Regions from separate parts of the Sus scrofa genome. Here region 2 is linked to region 1. Evidence: chromatin contacts called from public Hi-C data. All regions are on one chromosome and are shown on one strand. Each heading gives the region's core, a stretch centred on a gene start, on an enhancer-like site or on the middle of the called end of the contact. The rest is flanking DNA. Distances are from core to core; before and after follow the strand shown. Region 1 overlaps LDB2 (LIM domain-binding protein 2). Region 2 overlaps LDB2 (LIM domain-binding protein 2).

Evidence for each region. Hi-C and Micro-C count contacts between places; a contact is called where the count stands out from the background.
Region 2: a Hi-C map of liver shows a contact between it and region 1, with 7 times the contacts expected there. The contact joins two enhancer-like sites. A contact is called at or near these places in 2 of 47 Hi-C or Micro-C datasets (epiblast stem cells and liver).

The regions. Positions count from the first base shown.
Region 1 is chr8:11,803,126-11,808,585 of Sscrofa11.1, forward strand. All of the region lies in intron 2 of LDB2 (LIM domain-binding protein 2), which reads right to left. Among named protein-coding and RNA genes, the nearest start is that of TRNAA-AGC, 230 kb to the left of the region's middle. Within about 2 kb of position 4,021, at least 2 of the 83 cell types and tissues checked have an H3K27ac peak or open chromatin away from gene starts, as enhancers often do. A contact at or near this core is called in liver, where this site is marked.
Region 2 is chr8:12,002,038-12,007,386 of Sscrofa11.1, forward strand. All of the region lies in intron 1 of LDB2 (LIM domain-binding protein 2), which reads right to left. Among named protein-coding and RNA genes, the nearest start is that of LDB2, 33 kb to the right of the region's middle. Within about 2 kb of position 2,829, at least 10 of the 83 cell types and tissues checked have an H3K27ac peak or open chromatin away from gene starts, as enhancers often do. A contact at or near this core is called in liver, where this site is marked.

The DNA.
Region 1 (5,460 bases), core at 2,771-5,270:
AGTCACCTAAACGCTTAGCACTATATATTTCTTAATATATTAATAGCGCTCATGCAACACAGGTTGAACATTTTAAAATATGAGCTCTAATGATCTATCAAGACGGTGTCTGTGTACCTTTTTCCATTGCAACAATTTAATTCAATATGGTAAAACATAAAAATAAATCAATGCCTGACTTGATCTCTCCATACGTAGATCTCCCCATTTCTTTATTAGAAGATTGCTTAGGATTCCGTAATATATCTGAGATAATGTTTGTATATCTGCCTGTGCTTGATTAAACAAAGATGATTATCAGATGAGGAGGGACTATTTGGCATATTGACAGGTGCTTGCTAAGCTTTTATAAATAATAATAATAATAAGAAGAAGGAGGTTTCCTACCCACATGAAGCTAGAGGAAGAGTGTTTTGTAACCGAAGAGCATCATGTCTGCACACCTGACACACTCCTTCTCCCCGTAAAGAGAGGGGTGTGCTTAACAAGAGGTGTGTCTGCATGTTGGAACTCCTCATCTGCAAATGAATCTAAATGCATTTTTTCTCTGTTGCTAAACCCAGCCCACCTTATTCTGGAGTGTCCCCAACTCAATGTCCAAGAGCTACGTGAAAGTCCTGGCAGATGGCGAGGTGGGAGAATAAGACAGGATGGCAGGGTGTTTTCTTTTGCTTTGCTCCATCTCCACATCGCTTGAGAGTGGAGAGTGAGTCCAGCTGCGTTTTTCTGGGAAGAATCTGACATACCTAAAGGCAAAGTCTCTACGCCAGGGTCACAGTGCCCACTGGTGACCGAGCCTGGGTCAGAGCAGGTGGCCTCGTGTGTCCCTGTTTGTACAAGTCACCGGGGCCGGTGCAGTGGGGGCTTCACAAAGGAGGGCACTCCATCAACCAGTGAGTGTCATTCACCATCCCTAAGGACACACAGGGCACACTGCTAAGTGCCAGAAACCAGAAAGGCAAACAGTTCTACCTTTGAGAATTAGACAGTCTAACTGAGAAGCCAGAAGTGAGAGGCATGTCAAGAGTGATCTAAGAATGACATGATGCCTGATTGTATAAAAGCATAGGGTCTAAGCCATAAACACTGTAAGAAAACCAGAAAGAACGGAGGAGCATGAGAGCCAAGGCAAGGAAGGATGCTTGGATGCGGGGTGTGTATTTAGCGTTGAGGGTGTGGAGGGATCCGGGTGCCAGATGGATAGCAAGAACAGAGACCTGCCTTTGGTCTTGGAATTTGCTAAGCTGAGCTTTGTTTCTTGGCCTTTCTCTTACAAGCAGGGAGGGAGAATGTTCCATGACCTCACAGAGACTCAGGTTCATTTGCAAGTGGGGACAGGATAATGCATATGTTGATAGGGTCCTGGAGGTTTGCATGTTTTAATACTTATGAAGCGCTTGGCATAATCACTAAACTCAGGAGGAAGGCAGCCACTGGGGTGCGGGGGTTGGGGAAGAGGAAGGGAGGCAGGATGGACAGAGGTCAGGGGTGACCTAAAGTGGGGCAGCACAGCTGAACTTTCCCACGCTGCGAAGGGTCTCCCGAGCTCACCTAACTAAATCACAACAAGAGAGCAGATGTGCATACAAGATGTTAACAAGTTAGAAATGATTCAGGACCAACAAAACAGAATGGGGAAAAAGCACTGAAGAGCATGGGTAAGCACTGCAAGGACAAATGGCAAGAAAGGATGCCTGAAGTGGGCGGGAAAGGTGACCCAAGCTGAGTGACACTCGCCGGGGAGAGACCAGGATTGCAATCCCCGTGCCCCAGGTTCAGCGCTTCAACTCAGCAGCTTGGCCATGCCGGCCCCTATTAGGTAAGACCCTTCCTTGGAAAAGATCTGCGAGCTTACTAACCTGAGGTTCTAGTTGATTCCACGTGGCTCCACAACATATTTTGGTTTTAGATCAAATATCTTGTTCCTTATAATTACAGGGCTCAACCAGAGTTTTTTGTTCTGACAAATACAAAACCAGATGGCATGCCAGGAAAATGAAGAGAAACTGGATCCGTCCAGTCAAACCAGAGCATGCACTCTAATTTCATATGAGCCACGTAAATAAATTTAATAAATAATATTTCATATTCTACTTGTCCTATTACCGAAACACTGGGACATGGCTGGACATATTTTCACCATGTTTGGCAGATATATTTGGGACTGTCTGGATTAGAAGAGGGATCTCTGTAAAATTTCCATGGAGGGGTCTGGGAAATGCCTCAACGGTAGAGACAGCCATTCCCCACAGCATCTGAAATAATGATGGACCAGCGGTGGACAGAGAAGGCCAGCGGTGATTGGGGACTGAGCTCCAAAATGGTGATTTTGGAGGTCAGTCCCACATCGGAAGTCCCCGGGGCAGGGTGGCACAGCCTGCCACACAATGACACAGGAGTCCAGGGAGCGCGTCTCGATTCTATAGATTCTAAATCGCTGTGGGGTTCAGTTAAGGACGAATTGCTGGGGCATCGATCTTCTCCATAGGGACCCAGAAAAAGTCAACTCAAGAGTTCACATTTGTTGAGCAATTATTTTGTGCCAGGCCTGCTGGTCAATTCTTTTCTTTTTCACCAGTACTGAGGTGTAATTGACATACAACAAATGGAACACGTTATTGATTCGGGGGTATTCTTACTCCCACTGGGTTCTCAAGTGTCCAGTGTACGTGTGTCTAAATATGTGGTGGTGGGTCAAGTCTAATGTTGGGCCCTGCTGGGGTTTTGGGGGTCCAGGGGGGCTCCTTGTCCTGGGCTTTAGGTTTCTAAGTGGAGGAAGGATCACTTAAGGTCCTGGGTCTTTCTCGGGCCCCCTTCTCCTCTGTGTCAGGAGATGCAGAGTGAGTGCTTGGGTAAATTCTGCAGGAGCCACTGAGAAAATCCAGCCTGGCCCCATCCTCTTGTTAAAGGACCCATGCTCTGCTCCTCCTGGCCCCATGGCTGCCAGGGCAGGGCTGGCATGGGGGATGGATGCAAGGATAAAGGAACGTTTCCCTGTCCACATGGGACAGCAAAGTGTGGCTTTTCTGGGGTCTTGGAGAGGAAAGCTCCTTTGAGGCATGAGCCTAAGGTCCCATTTTCTAATCTAGCCTTTCTCTTTGTAAAGATATATTTTTTTCTTTTTGAGAACGTTTTACTGTACGTCAAAGTGATTCAGTGATACATGTGCACATCCATTCTCTTCCAGATTCTTTTCCCACATAGAGGATCACAGAACACTGGGTAGCATTCCCTGTGCCCTCCAGCAGGTCCCCATTGGCCAATCATTCCATTTACCTCAGTGTCCATATGCCAGTCCCAAACCCCAAGAACATTTTTTATTTCTATCTGCTCGAGTGCTCTTATTTTCAAACAACGATAGGGCTAAAGCTTGTGGTTGATTAGGCTTTCCCAAGTCTCCGTGATAAGAAACCCAAGAACCATAAAACATCATCTCTGAGTTTATCACCCAGCTGTGATAAACATACACACCCACCATGCAGAAAATTAAAAAAATACGAAATACAAAACTGCATCTTTTCAAGGCCTTGCAAAAATGCAATAATTGGTACTCAGGGGATTTTTTTTTTAACCTCAGAGTTCCATCCTTTTCACCCATGTGGTCAAGACCTGAGAAATAAGACAAAAATAAAACAATCTCAGTGGAGGGACTGTGGATGAATGATCCTTTTAATTGTTGAGATCACGACGACATTGGAGAGTAAAGGGAGGGAATAACAGAGCGAGGGAAGGAAGGGAAGAGGGTGGGAAGAAGGGAAGGAGGAGGAGGGTGGGGAACTTGAGGCTGAAAGGCGACAGTAAGGGTGCCTTGCGACAACAGTGCGCGCTGAAGCTTCTCAAGCATTTGCTACAACCAAGCACGAATCTTCCACCTTTACTTACTCATCGGATCCGCACAACAACAACACTACAAGGTTAAGGTCAATTCGATTGTATTTTCACGTCCCTTTCCAAGACGAGGCCAACAGAAGTTGAGTGACCTCTCTGCTGTCACGTGACCTGCAAGGGGCAGGACGTGAATGTCCCCGGGCTGCCTTCAGCCCTGTGCGCCTAACCTTTACAGCGTGCAGCCACCGAGAGTGGGTGGGCAGGGAAGGAAGTGGGACATGGGGGAGGGGCCTGAGAATGTTCCAGAAGGAGGAGCTGATGGGAAGAAAGCCTCAGAGGTGGGGGCAGCGGAAGACCTTCCCCAGAATGCCTGCCCACCAGCCTGACCAGAGTGGAGGCTCAGTGCAGGGAGCGAGGGAGGGAGGAACGGACTGGCCCTCTGCTGCTTTTTCTTTCTGTCCCTTAATCAAAGCTGATCTTAACATTCACCTTCCTCTAGGCTCAGTGGAGGGGAAGCAGGAAAACACAATCTGCTCCTGGTTTATCTTTCTTTCTTCTAAAACATTGAATTATTGTCGATTTACAATGTTGTATTGGTGTGATGTGTATCGCAAAATGATTCAATACACACACACGTATTTTTTTTCAGATTCTTTTCCCTTAGAGATTATTGAAAAATATTGATGGAGGAGTTCCCATCGTGGCTCAGCACCAACGAATCCGACTAGGAACCATGAGGTTGCGGGTTCAATCCCTGGCCTCGGTCAATGGGTTAAGGATCCGGTGTTGCCGTGAGCTGTGGTGTAGGTTGCAGACGTGGCTCAGATCTGACGGTGGCTGTGGCTCTGGCGGAGGCTGGCAACAACAGCTCCAATTTGACCCCTAGCCCAGGAACCTCCATGTGCATCAGGTGCAGCCCTAAAAGGACAAAAGACCAAAAAAAAAAAATATTGCGTCGAGTTCCCTGGGTTGTACAGTAGGTTCCTGTTGATCATCTATTTTATACACTGTACTGTGTATGAGTTCATCCCAAATTCCTAATTTACACCCGCCTTTTCCCCCTTGATAGCTATACGTTTGTTTTCTGTGCTTTCGGGTTACCAAACTGCATTTAAACATCACCTCTGGGAATGAATGCAATACTTGTTTTCTTAAAACTTGATGATGGAAGCAACGAAAACAGCCACCATTTACAGGATCCCTACGACATGCCGGGAACGGCACGCCTCTCGTTTGCTGCTCGCAAAGATCCCCCGCCACGGCGGTGTCTCCAGCAAAGAGGCAGGAAAGCAGGCTCCGAAGGCTAAGGAGCATGGCCAGGGCCACACAGCAAGTAAGTACAGAAGTAGGGACTGGAATCCCGGCCTCTCCTCCAAAGCCACGCTCTCCTCCATGGCTGAATACTTAACCTTTCTCCACCATTTCAACAAGTGGCAGAGGATACAGAATTGGAAGAAGGACGCATGCAAATAAAAACAACACCAGAGACCCTCCTGCCACCCAACATATCTGCATCCTTCTACCTTATGCTTTAGAATCAGCGGTCCCTGACCATGATACAGCCCAAAGGGGCAGAAACATCCTCACGCAATCCAACTAAATGAAACTTGGGAACATACCATTCAGATGAAA
Region 2 (5,349 bases), core at 1,579-4,078, 200 kb after region 1:
CTCCTAAGCCCTAACCTAGCCACAAGGGGTTTTGTGATTTTTAAATGCCCACACCCTTATACACAAGGTCTAGAGGCTGCCAAGTATCAACTGTGCGACCTCAAGCAGATGTCTCAACGTCTCTGGCCCCCTGTTTGTTCCTCTGTAAAAGTCCAGGTGAACCACGCAGCATCCTTGGTCCCCCCTGCATCCAAATGCTCTCTGGTTCCTGGGCAGAGTTTAAAAATGACCTCATTCAAAGAGCACTAGTTTCATGCCCAGCTTATCCAATGAGAGCCTCGACAACGCTGAGGCAATATTGGCAGTGAGCCACGAGTGTGGACTAAGTTACGCCTGGTGAATTTATTTCATATCCAGCAGTATATTGACCTTGGCAACACCGTTGTTCTCTACCACAAGGATCCATATCTGCCCAGTGAAAAAAATTGGATACCCCAGGAGCAGAATTACAGCTACAAAAAAAAAAAAAAAAAAAAAAAATCAATCTAAAATAATTTGCCAAAAAGGCAGGCATTAGTCCTGAAACAAGGATTTCGTAGCTGAAAGGTAGTTGGCACGTGACCTAAGAAGAACCACCCCTACCCACCCACCCACCCCACCATGCAGGTTACTCCACTGGGGCCAGGAGGGTGTCCCCCTTGCTTGACCTTAAGTCTGTAAAGAAGGTAGGTATTAGGGCATTCCCGTCGTGGCGCAACGGAAATGAATCTGACTAGTATCCATGAAGATGCCGGTTCCATCCCTGGCCTTGCTCAGTGGGTTAAGGATCTGGTGTTGCCGTGAGCTGTGGTGTAGGTTGCAGACATGGATTAGATCCTGCATTGCTGTGGTTGTGGCTGTGGCTGTTGGTTACAGCTCCGATTTGACCCCCAGCCTGGGAACCTCCATATGCCTTGTGTGTAGCCATAAAAAGACCAAAAAAAAAAAAGTATATATTAAAAATAATCATCAGACAGTTCACAAAATTGTTTGTCCTACAACCAGATTTTTTTCTATTATCATTTTTTTTCTTTTTATGGCTGCAATTGCCATCTATGGAGGTTCCCAGGCCAGGAGTCAAATTGGAGCTGCAGCTGTAGGCCTGTGCCACAGCCACCAAAATGCCAGATCTGAGTCACATCTGTGACCTATGCTGCAGTTTGCAGCAACGCTGGAGCGAGGCCAGGGATCAAATCTCATTCTCAAAGACACAATGTTGGGTTCTTAAATTGCTGAGCCATATCAGAAACTCCTATTATCTTATATCTACTTTACAGATAAGGAAATTTAGATTCACTAAATTGCTAGAAAGAGGTGGAAAAAAAAAATGTGGGGACTGTTTCAGTCAACGCCCAGCCAGTTTTACCCTGAATCACTGTCTGGTGGGGTTTCTCAACTATGGCACCATAGATAGCTGGGCTCAATAATTCCCTGTTGTGGGGGGCCGTCCTCGACACTGATGTTTAGCAGCATCCTTGATCCCTACCTGGTAGATGTCAGCAGCCCTCCTGTCTAGTTGTGACAGCTGAAAATGTCTCCAGGCAGTAACAAGTGTTCTCTGTGAGGCTTATTAAAATGCAGATCCCTGGGGCCCGAGGAAAAGCCAGAGCTACAGAGGTTCAATGAATATGGGATGGGTAATGTTTCCTGCTGGGCTAGTAGATTCGGAATTGTCACTGCTGTGGCTCCGGGTCGATCCCTGGCCTAGGGAACTTCTTCATGATGAGGGTGTGGCCAAAAAAAAAAAAAAAAAAAAAAAACCACCCTCATTCAAAGAATACAGGATGAGTGATAAGTCAAGTCTTTCTCTCCCTCGTAGACTGAAGTCAAGCCCAGGCCCACGTGACTCCATTGATTTTCTCGCTGAGACCAGGCCTCCTTCCAATCACAGGTATTATCATGCTGAACCCCCACTTTACAACTCCCAAGTCTTCTCCTCATTGGCTGCAGAATCACGGAGAGACATCATTTCCAGTCCCAGCCCTGATCTTCCCACCGCACGGTTGCAGCAGACATTTCCCAGACACACTCTGCACTGCCGCTCCTCCTCGACCCTGGCTGTTCCCTCTGCCTGAAATGCTGTTCCTGTCTTCCGAGACTGTGACGGCATGCATTTGTCCTCCAAAACCCATTCACCTGCTGTGAACACGCCACTGGACCTCAAGAACTATCAGAATTGAATTGACTCCTTGCTCAGTTGCCCCCAGCACTGGACTCCCTCAAGCTACCCAATCCCCTGAGATTTCAGTTTTTTCTTTTGTAAGACGGGCACATTGATGTCTTCCTTACCTGAGTGTTATGAGAAATAAAGGATGTCAAGTGACTGCCACCTAATAAGTTCTCAATGAAAAGCTCCTTTATCTTGCGCTTCTTATCAATCTGTGAAAATTGACCAGAATGGGCTCACTCTCTGGGCTACACCCTCTTCCCACGTTTCATATATAGACATAGACCCAGAAACCTTAAAGTCTCCTTCTTCTGAGGAATATTCCATTTTCCCCATCTTTGGATAGTAGATTCTTCCCTTAAATATTTGGAGCTAGGAATACAAGTTTGATACCAGGGTAACTATAGAAACAGCCCTATCTTGTGTGAATCAAAGAGCCTCCAGCTTTGGCCCTGAGTTCTCTCTAAACAGTGCTATCTGCGACCCACACTGTGTGCCACCGACAGGAGTTTTTAGAAAAGGCTTCCCGTTTCCCACGGGAATATAAGGAAATTGGAATTATTCAAGCAAACGATAACAGGAGAAACAGGAACAACGCCACAGAGTCCTCCACCCCTGACGTCCAGCACAGGCGAACTTCTTTGTGTAACACTTCTAAGGATGCCAAGCCCTGCAGAGAGAGATTGGTCACCAGGAAAAGGAAGAGGACGAGGAAAGGGAAGAGGCTACCAAGGGTCACAGGCAGCTAAGTGGAGGAGCCATCCATCACCAGCCTTCCCGGGCAGCCGGCATGCTTCCAGTCACAGAGGGCACCAGCCAAGGACAGAGGGAAAAACAACCTTGCCTTTGCTTTATTTGCGAAGCGAACAGACTCCTTAAGAGTATTGATGTACTGACTAATGATTCTGACATCCCGCGTGCCGAGCGCTTACATGCTTAAAGGGCAAGAGTTACAAATCAACAAGTTATTAATTTAATTTCTCTTTGAAAAGGCGCCAGAGGTAGAGAAAGCAGGACCAGTGGAGCATTTATCATGTTCATTTCCAAAGAACTTCAGCCCCTCCTTGCTTGGCGAGTGAATCTCAAACATCAGGATGTCGAAGGCATAGGCTGGGTGGCTTATGAACGTGCAGACCCCTGGGCCCCATCTTTGGCTATTTCTGCCTCATGAGGTCTTGGTTCGGGCCAGAGAAGTTTTAGTTTTGCTAATCACCTGCCACATCCAGCGATGGCGATGCAGGGCAGCAGCAAAGCCCTCTGAGGAACACCGCCTGCCCGAGCTGAGCCTCTTCCTTGACAGTGGCTCCTGGACCACATCTCCCGACCCCCTGGCATGGAGCTGGAGCCAGGTGACCAAGTTCTGTCTGCTGAGGGGATAAAAGTGACATGCACCACTGCCTCCTGGACCCCCTGCTCCATCCTCACTCTGTGGCTGTTGGCTGCCTGGAGGCAGAGGTACGAGGGGATGCCCTGGGTGGAGGAGGGGACATGGCTGTTCCTCGGCTCAGTGAAGAGATCCAGAATGGTCAAGTGGCTCAGAACCCGCTAGGGACGGTCACACGAGCGAGAGAGGGGTAAAACAAAACCAAAACCAAAACCAAACCAACAAAAACCAAAATTTAAAAAAAAAAACCTTTATTTCATGAAGCCCTCATAGCTAGATGGAATGCATTTACACCACTCTTTTCTATCCTGCAATTTTACCTGATCTTTATTCTGAAGATCCAGGGCTCATGTTTTAAGCACAGAAGAACCCGTAAAAAAAACCCAGAAGAAAGCCAAAGGGTGGTTCATGTTAATATCCAATCCTACCCTCAGTTTTGAGAGCAAAAACCTCTTATAATCTAATAGGTCTCTTAGAATGTCTTTGCACATCCAAGATGATGCCTTCAACCTCTATGCATGGCAGTGCCAAATTAATCCAGTAGAAGTTAACCTCAGGTAAAAGGTGAAGGCTAAAGACTAGGGTAGGTAATTAATTGTCTGCAGAGTCTTAAAGCCCCTCTCGGGGAATACAAAGAAAACAAAAGAAAACAAAAAACGTGGAAAAAAAGAACTTATCCAGAAAGAGTCAACCTTGCTACCGGTCCTGCCTCTGAGGGGTGATATGCAGCACCCGGGTGAAGACTCTGATCAGCAAGACCGTCCTCCTGGAGGTGGAGCCCAGTGACCCCGCTGAGAACCCGAAGGCCCAGATCCAGGATAAGGAAGGCATCTCCCCTGGCCAGCAGAGGCTCGTCTTTGCAGGCCAACAGCCAGAAGATGGCCAGACTCTCTGATTGCAGCATTCAGAAAGAGTCGACGCTGCACGTGGTCCTCCGTCTAAGGGGCGGCTGTTAATTCTTCAGCCCTGCTTGCATCATGGCCACTGGTGGTATCCCTCTGTGCTCTAGCCATTTGGCCCAATTTAAGTTTAAAAATTACCAGTTTCAGTACTAGCTGAACCTGTTTGATATGTTAAGAAAGATCTTGTTGCATGGGAAGAAAAAAAAAAGGATCCAAAGCAATCTGCCACAAAGATAGGACCTGGGGAACCAGACCCATCTTTTAAAAAGGGCCCACGTCTAAAGTCCACCCGGCCGTCCTGAGACCCCCTTGGGCCCCGCTGACCAGTATTCAGAAAGCCTGGAAGCAGGAAACCTGTGCATTCAGCAGAGGAAGGAACTCTGTGGCTCGGCTGATGTTTCTGATGTTTAGGGACGAGGGACAGGCCGGGTGGGCAGCTGGCTCAGCTCCACAAGCCCTGCTGGAGCTGCATCCAGGGTGCCTCCATGGCCAACCCCCGGGGATGGCGGGGAGACCACAGCCTCCAAGAGAAGAGCCATTTCCATCGGGTACCTGTGTCCGCGCCTGTCAAGCCAACCCTTCAGATGCAGGAAAAGCATCTCCAGCTCCCCTCTTTCTCTCCCAGCCAGATCAGCCTCACACCAAAAGCTCAGTTAACTAAGCAGATCCAAGTCAGCATTTTACCACGTGGCGGTCTCCAGTCCCCCTGGGAGCGATCCAGTTTGACCTTGGGAAAGGGAAGGGCAGGGGCATGCCTCCCAGAGCTCAAGGATGGAATCTTCCACTCCTGCTCCAGCCACGCTGGCCTCACCAGCCCCACAAACACTCCAGGCTCGCTCCCACCTTGGTGCTGACGGCAGTCTGCCTAGAACATTCTTCCCCAGCCCTTCCCATGGTCCATGCCTCTGCTTCTTGCA